2 separate regions of the Triticum aestivum genome follow, and region 1 is linked to region 2. Evidence: chromatin contacts called from public Hi-C data. All regions are on one chromosome and are shown on one strand. Each heading gives the region's core, a stretch centred on a gene start, on an enhancer-like site or on the middle of the called end of the contact. The rest is flanking DNA. Distances are from core to core; before and after follow the strand shown. Region 1 holds the start of LOC123120537 (protein OCTOPUS). Region 2 has its middle 35 kb from the start of LOC123120537.

Region 1 (3,446 bases), core at 75-2,574, 35 kb after region 2:
GGCGAATGGAGGATGTTGCTGTCGTCGGTGGATCGGAACGGAAGTGGAATTCCCCCTCAATATAAGGGGAACACGTACGTGCAGGATGACAAAACCTTTTGGTGCGATGCATCCACTGGCGCTGGCACCGGCACCAGTACCAGCGTCGCGTCATGTCATGGTAAAGGTTCTCGCCACTTTTTGCCTGCCCGTCCGAAAGATGTGGCCAAAAGGTGGCGTGCACTAGCGAATTCGCAGGTCTCCGGTTTCACATTTGCCTGCCTCCTTTCTTTCTTTCTTCTCCTCGAGTCAGTCATCTTGTTTGAGGTAATAGCACACAGGTACCTTAACTTGCACAGAATGTGATGATTCAGTCCCAAACTTGCAAAACTTGACTTCACTATACCCAGGGGCGGAGCCAGGATTTTGATATAGGGGGGCCAAGCCCAGTATAGATAAAAAAAATCCAATGTAGAAAATATTCGTATAGAACAAAGTTCGCTTCGGCTATAGTATTAGTTTAAATTTACCTCTAAGATTAAGTTTCTCTTCAATGGTTGAACTGCAATCTCGAATTAGCTATATTGTACTCATTCCGTCCCATAATGTAAGACATTTTTGCAAACTTACATAGCCTGCAAAAGCGTCTTATATTGTGGGACAGAGGAATTAAGTTCAACGTAGGCAAAATTTGCATCACAAATAGGAACTCGTATAAGGACTCGGATCACGAACACGATAATTTATACAGCTACCACAAGATATGAACTCTTCATAAAATCACAGTGTCACAAATCACATAACCAAACACAACAGAAAACAGATGTATAAGTTCAACACTGAAACAAAGATGAGAATTTAGGGTTAGAAAAGATTGATAGATAGTGTGATGTGTTAAACCTCGGCTAGTTCGTTGATTCGAGCCGGAAGAATTGACAAGTGGAGCTGGACGCACCGCCGCCGTATGAATCAGATCAAGGTAAGGAGAGCAGAGGCGATTGGGTGGCAAAGGGGAGCGGCATGCGCACTAATCCCACGTACGAGATCTTCTACCGGAGAACACAGCGGCCAGGCGGTGAGATTAGAGCTAACAGCCCAATCTGGCCACTAGTGGGCTCCATATGGGCCTTTTTTTTCCCTTTTTCCAAAGTTCACGTTGTGGAGATAGGGGGGGCCTACTACGTGTGACATGAGATCGTTACGCTAATTCTATATTAGCGGCTGCATGTTCGCTCGATGGTTAGGGGGGGCCAGGCCCCTGCTCGTCCCCCCTGCTCCGCCACTGACTATACCCCAACTTACACCTCATGGGATGATTTGACCGGTCAGCGCATGCACTTTTGCAGAAACCCCCCTGTTGTTTTCTTTAATCAACCCGCACTCAGCGTCTGAACCAACTAACCAGGATCGGCACGAACGGCGGCCCGTGCGCGTGGCCAGCATGGCGCGCGGCGCGATGAATGAAGCGGCAGCGCTGGTCGTGCGACGTGCGCGGGCGCAGCACGCTCTGGGCGCTCTTCCATCAGGACGACCGCGAGCGCGTCCGCGACGGCACAGCCTTCGACGCGTTCCCCGTCTCGTCCTCCGCCGCGGCCGCGGCGCTCCCCACCGAATTCCACCAGCTGCCGTCGGCTCGACCGTGCGTCCCAGAGATCTTCTTGGAGGACGAGATCGTTATGGCCGAGAGCTCTGACGAGATAACTCCGGTGGTGGAGCTCGTCTTGGTTGTCGACACCTCAGGAGAGATGAAAACCGAAGCTTATGGGTCCGGGGAGGTCAAGGCCATGAAGGATCACATAGATCTCGAATCTTCGCAGCCCAAGAAGCCGCCGCCCATGGACCTGAAGGAGATCGCCGGGAGCTTCCGGCTCGCTGCTTCGGTCTTCAGCAAGAAGTGGCACAAGTGGAGGCGCAAGCAGAAGCTCAAGAAGGAGGAGGCGGCCGGCAGCAAGGCAGTGGCCGCAGCAATGCCGCCGTCGGAGAAGCCATCCAAGCCCTCCTTCCTTCAGCGGAGCCGCCTTCATGGGGAGGCAGGCTCGGAGTTCGCGGGAGGCCGTCGTTCGTGCGACACGGACCCAAGATTCTCCCTTGATGCTGGCCGCATGTCTGTCGACGATGTAGGTCTATCCTGGGGCGGGCCCCGCGCGTCCTGGGACGGCTACCTCTTCGGCGCCGGCGCCGGCATTGGCCTTGGCCGAGCGCCTCCGCCGCTGTCACGGCTCCCGCCCATCCTCTCCGCGCTCGAGGACTCACCTGCCAGCGTGGTGGAACGCTCCGACGGCCAAATTCCTGTGGAAGATGACTCGCAGCCCGAGCCCGACGGCGACGCCAATACCCCCGGAGGCTCGGCGCAGACGCGAGACTACTACATGGACACGCCGAGCCGGAGGCGCCGGAGCCTGGAGCGGTCAGGCTCCGTGCTGACAAGGTCGTTCGAAGTGCCCGACCCAAAGCCAGCCCTTGCAGCGGCCGCCATCACCAATGCCACGGTGTCCCCGCTGACCGGCAACTCAGAGTTCTACCACTTCCACCATGCCGAAGACCTGCTCGACCAACGGTTCAGCTCAAACTCTCTCGTCGAAGACTTCCCGGTGACCCTAGACGCCGCGTTCCCGGGCCCTGCCAAGAAGCCACGGCGTCTAGGCAAGGCGTGGAGCTTCTGGGGCTTCATACACCGCCGGGGCAGCCCGTCCGACGCCGCGGACCGCGCGTTCTCGGAGCCGTGGCCGGAGCTGCGCGTCCGCGGGTACAGCAACGCCGGGATGCAGAGGTGCAACAGCAACGCCAGCGCGCGCAGCTCGTTCAGCAGCAACAGCGCCGGCCTGGGCAGCTCGCGGCGCTGCTTCGACGACGGCCACGGCAGCGTCAAGCGGCGACAGGAAGACCAATGCGTGCTGGAGCGGAACCGCAGCGCTCGGTACTCGCCGGGGCACCACGCCGACAACGGCATGCTGCGGTTCTACCTGACCCCGCTGCGGAGCGCCAGCGGCCGGCGCGGCGCCACCGGGCTGCCGGCCAACGGCGGCCGGCACCTGCGGTCGCAGTCGTTCGCGAGGAGCATGCTCCGGCTGTACTGAGGCGTGGCATCTCGTTTCACCTGACCAGTAGCTCGGCACTCTGGTCGAGTTGTTTCTTTGCAGCAGTAGTAGTGATTAAGGCTTAGTAGTATGATTAAGGTCTGATTAAGGGCAATGGTATAGTCATAAATCCTTTTATTACATGCTTGTGTAGGTTTGGATGGAACGGAACGAGGTTTATCTCATGTGATCACTTGCTTGCCTCGTGCTGTTCTTCTGCCATTGCTTCCGTTCGTCGTCGGTAGCTGGTGGAATTCGGTGGGGAGCGCCGCGGCCGCGGCGAAGGACGAGACAGGGAACGCGCCGAAGGCCGTGCCGTCGCGGACGCGCTCGCGGTCGTCCTGGTGGAAGTGCGTCCAGAGCGTGCTGCGCCCGCGCACATCGCACGAC
Region 2 (3,220 bases), core at 716-3,215:
TGGGTCCCACAAACTGGTGTCGTGTAAAAAACTAAAAATACAAACACTCCATCAGTAATACTCCCTTCGTTCCTAAATATTTGTCTTTCTAGAAATTTCAACAAGTGACTACATACGGAGCAAAATGAGTGAATCTACATTCTAAAATATGTCTATATACATCCGTATGTGATAATTCATTTGAAATCTCTAAAAAGACAAATATTTAGGAACGGAGGGAGTAGGTTATTGGTTGCATATGAAATACACAACACTGGTATTGCTCAAAAAAAAATTACAAAGCTGGTATTTCAAAAAAAAATACCAATTGTGTGGGTTAAAGTTGATGAACCGCTAACAAATTTTTCGTCTGTGCATTTTTGCACCAGTGATATCTCCTTGGCGACTTAGTACCTACAACCCTCATTACATATCCACACTCCACCGAAATAGGAAAATTACAACTTGCACGACTTAGGTCAATGATATGCTATTCCACAATGTCTTTTTTCTTTGGAATAATGCGATCTTGATCCTTGCACAATGAGGGTTGCCGTTTCTCCTTTTTGTTCTCAAAGTTAAATGAGATAAAATTTATTTATCCCTTTTTTGGCAGGGGGTGTTTTTTATTGCCATGTCAAGAAGCATCAAGGAGATACAAAATACAAAGAGTACGCACCCTGTCAACATCAATGCACCCACAAATTAATACGCCGACAAATAGCAAAGTCATACAAGACCGAAGCGATGCCAAACGGAAAGAAAAACGACGAAAAAGAAAAATGAACCCCACCGAAGCAATTAGCGAAACAACCCGGTACCGTGAAAATAGGTCTCCAAGAGCCATGCCTCCAGGAAGGGAACAGTGCACAAGCGTCGTCGTCGCTCCATCAACCACCAAGGTCGGATTATGGGTTTTCACCCTGCAGAAATTCTGAGCGACCTCCAAATAATGCCTTCGGCGGGAAACAGATAGAGACCCGCCATTGTCTGGTACAATCAATGAAGGTCAAACCTGGGGCTTTTACCCCGGAAATCGAGACTCGGTGCCCAAAAGAACAGCACCAAAAATGAAGTCACCTAGTGCTGCTGCCCCCACTTGACAAGAACAATGTTGCAATACACCGATTGTCCGGCTCACGGCCGTGACGCGCACAATTTTGACATACCCAATGGTGTCGATGTGTTGTGTGGCTGAAGGTTCCCATGAACCACACCAAGGCCCGCTGCCCTCGGCGGTGATGGCGCCGCACCCGAGGCTCCGGTGGCGCTGTGGATCGGGAAGGTGAGGGGGCAGCGGCCATGACGGCCACCACGTGTGGCATCCCGGAGGGGTGTGATTTAAGGCTGGGGCTGGAGGTGGGAAAGGAGATGCAAGGGAAGACGAAAAGGATGCCCTGCCACCATCGTCTGCCGTAGGACGGCCTTCGCCTACGGTGCCAAGGGGATGGACTACGGTGGCGAGATCTTTGGCGTGCTGCGGCGGCGCCTTCGGAGTCGCGTGCGGACAACCAGGGAGGCAGACGTATGAAGCCAATATTTTTTTTATCCTGCATTTGGACATTAAGGAACGGATGAGCAGTTTCATAACATGATGCCGGAAAGAAAGCCATAAGAGCAATTACCTGGATTTTTGCGCATGTCTTTGTATTTGTATTTGATTATAGATCTGTTGTGACTAGACTAGAAAAATATACGTAGATGTTATTCAACTTTTAGGAATAGAGAAACAAAATAATTGGAGGGCCATGCAGACACGAAAGAAAGGAGCGGCGTAGCAGTGACACAACCACTGAGAGACAGAAGGAAAAAGAAGGATTTGTTTAACCGGTGGCAGCTTCACACGAAAAAGAGAAACATTTGGCAGAAAAGAGGCGGCTGCTTTTTGGTCAGCTGTCAAAGGCCCTTTCCACAGATAAGCATCTCTCTTGTCTCTTCCCCCCTCTCTCTCCATCTGTCTATCTCTCTCTTTCGTAGACAAATAATCGAAATTCCTGTGTAGCTAAGACTAAATCTTTGCGGGCCCACATGATCGTTTTTACTGTATCCTTCTGATGTGAGTGCACGAACAAGTCTCTTGAGATTTATAAGAACTCAACACCATTATCTGACCAGAGTCCGCCACACAGAATGTTGTGGAATTAAATTAGGTATCCTTATCCTCCATACTCTTCTTTTTTGGCAAAATTATTCTCCATATTCTTGAATGAAGAAAATAAATATGGGGCATATATGGACGGAGAGTACGACGTGGGAGAAGTAACTTGGGTGGTCCTTATGTTTGAGATGATGATGGCCTTAAGAGCATCTCCAGCCGGGCCCCCAACAGGTCCCACAGGCTTTTTTTATCGTCGGCGGCCGAAAATTGGCCCAGTTGCGCCTTCAGGAACCCGTTTTTACGGGTTTGGGCCAAAACTGGCGCTGGCGGACCCACGCCGAACCCGGCGCGCTGGGGGCGCCTGGGGGTGCCGGGGAACGCGTTTTTGGCGTGAACCGGGATGGGCCCGCCGCGTCAGCGAGACGCCGTTTCGTCGTCCTCATCGCCTCTGTTCCCGCGGGAATCAATGCGAAGGCTGGCCAAGGCCGCCGCGTCGGTCAGCCGGGATGGGCCCGCCGCGTCAGCGAGACGCCGCTTCGTCGTCCTCATCGCTTCTGTTCCCGCGGGAATCAATGCGAAGGCTAGCCAAGACTGCCGCGCTGCCGCGCCAGTTAGCCTCCATTGATGTCCCATGGGCGGCGCAGTGAAAGCGCCACCAACGCGCGTCTCGCCCGCTCTCGCCACGTGTCGCCCGGCATGCAGGCTCTCGCCACCCGGCCGCGGCTATAAAATTTGATCCCCTGCCGGTGAATGCCACACTTCACCTCGCATCGCCACACAAAGCAGCACACTCTCCCCTTCCCGCCGACGAGCAAATGGCTGAGAGATTCCCCGGCGACGGCGCGGCGGCGAACGGCTTCGGTCGCCGCCATCTCCAAGAGTTGGAGGCGCGCCTCCTCTACGAGGCCGAGTATCCGGCGCCGCCGGACATGCGTGTGCCGGGGGCGTGGAGGCTGAGCACCGGTGCCCGAAGGGGCGGCACGGCGGGCCGAGATCGCCTGCATCCGCTCGTCCCTGGCGGAGGAGCAGCGGAACGAGCCGAGGTACGCCGCCGACAGCGAAACATTGTGGACGATGTACTTCGAGCGCCGCCACCAAGAGAAGATCCCCTCCGCCAACGGCATCATCCCCCGCGGCCGCCTC

What was found. Hi-C and Micro-C count contacts between places; a contact is called where the count stands out from the background.
Region 1: a contact with region 2 is called in a Hi-C map of leaf, with 2.3 times the contacts expected there. The contact joins the promoter of LOC123120537 here to the enhancer-like site in region 2. A contact is called at or near these places in 2 of 5 Hi-C or Micro-C datasets (both in leaf).

The regions. Positions count from the first base shown.
Region 1 is chr5D:252,726,033-252,729,478 of IWGSC CS RefSeq v2.1, forward strand. LOC123120537 (protein OCTOPUS) reads left to right here and starts at 1,325. Exons shown (of 1, transcript XM_044540546.1): 1 at 1,325-3,249. The coding sequence starts at 1,440. The coding sequence ends at 3,056.
Region 2 is chr5D:252,690,261-252,693,480 of IWGSC CS RefSeq v2.1, forward strand. No RefSeq gene overlaps it. Among protein-coding and RNA genes, the nearest start is that of LOC123120537, 35 kb to the right of the region's middle. Within about 2 kb of position 1,966, at least 1 of the 8 cell types and tissues checked has an H3K27ac peak or open chromatin away from gene starts, as enhancers often do. A contact at or near this core is called in leaf, where this site is marked.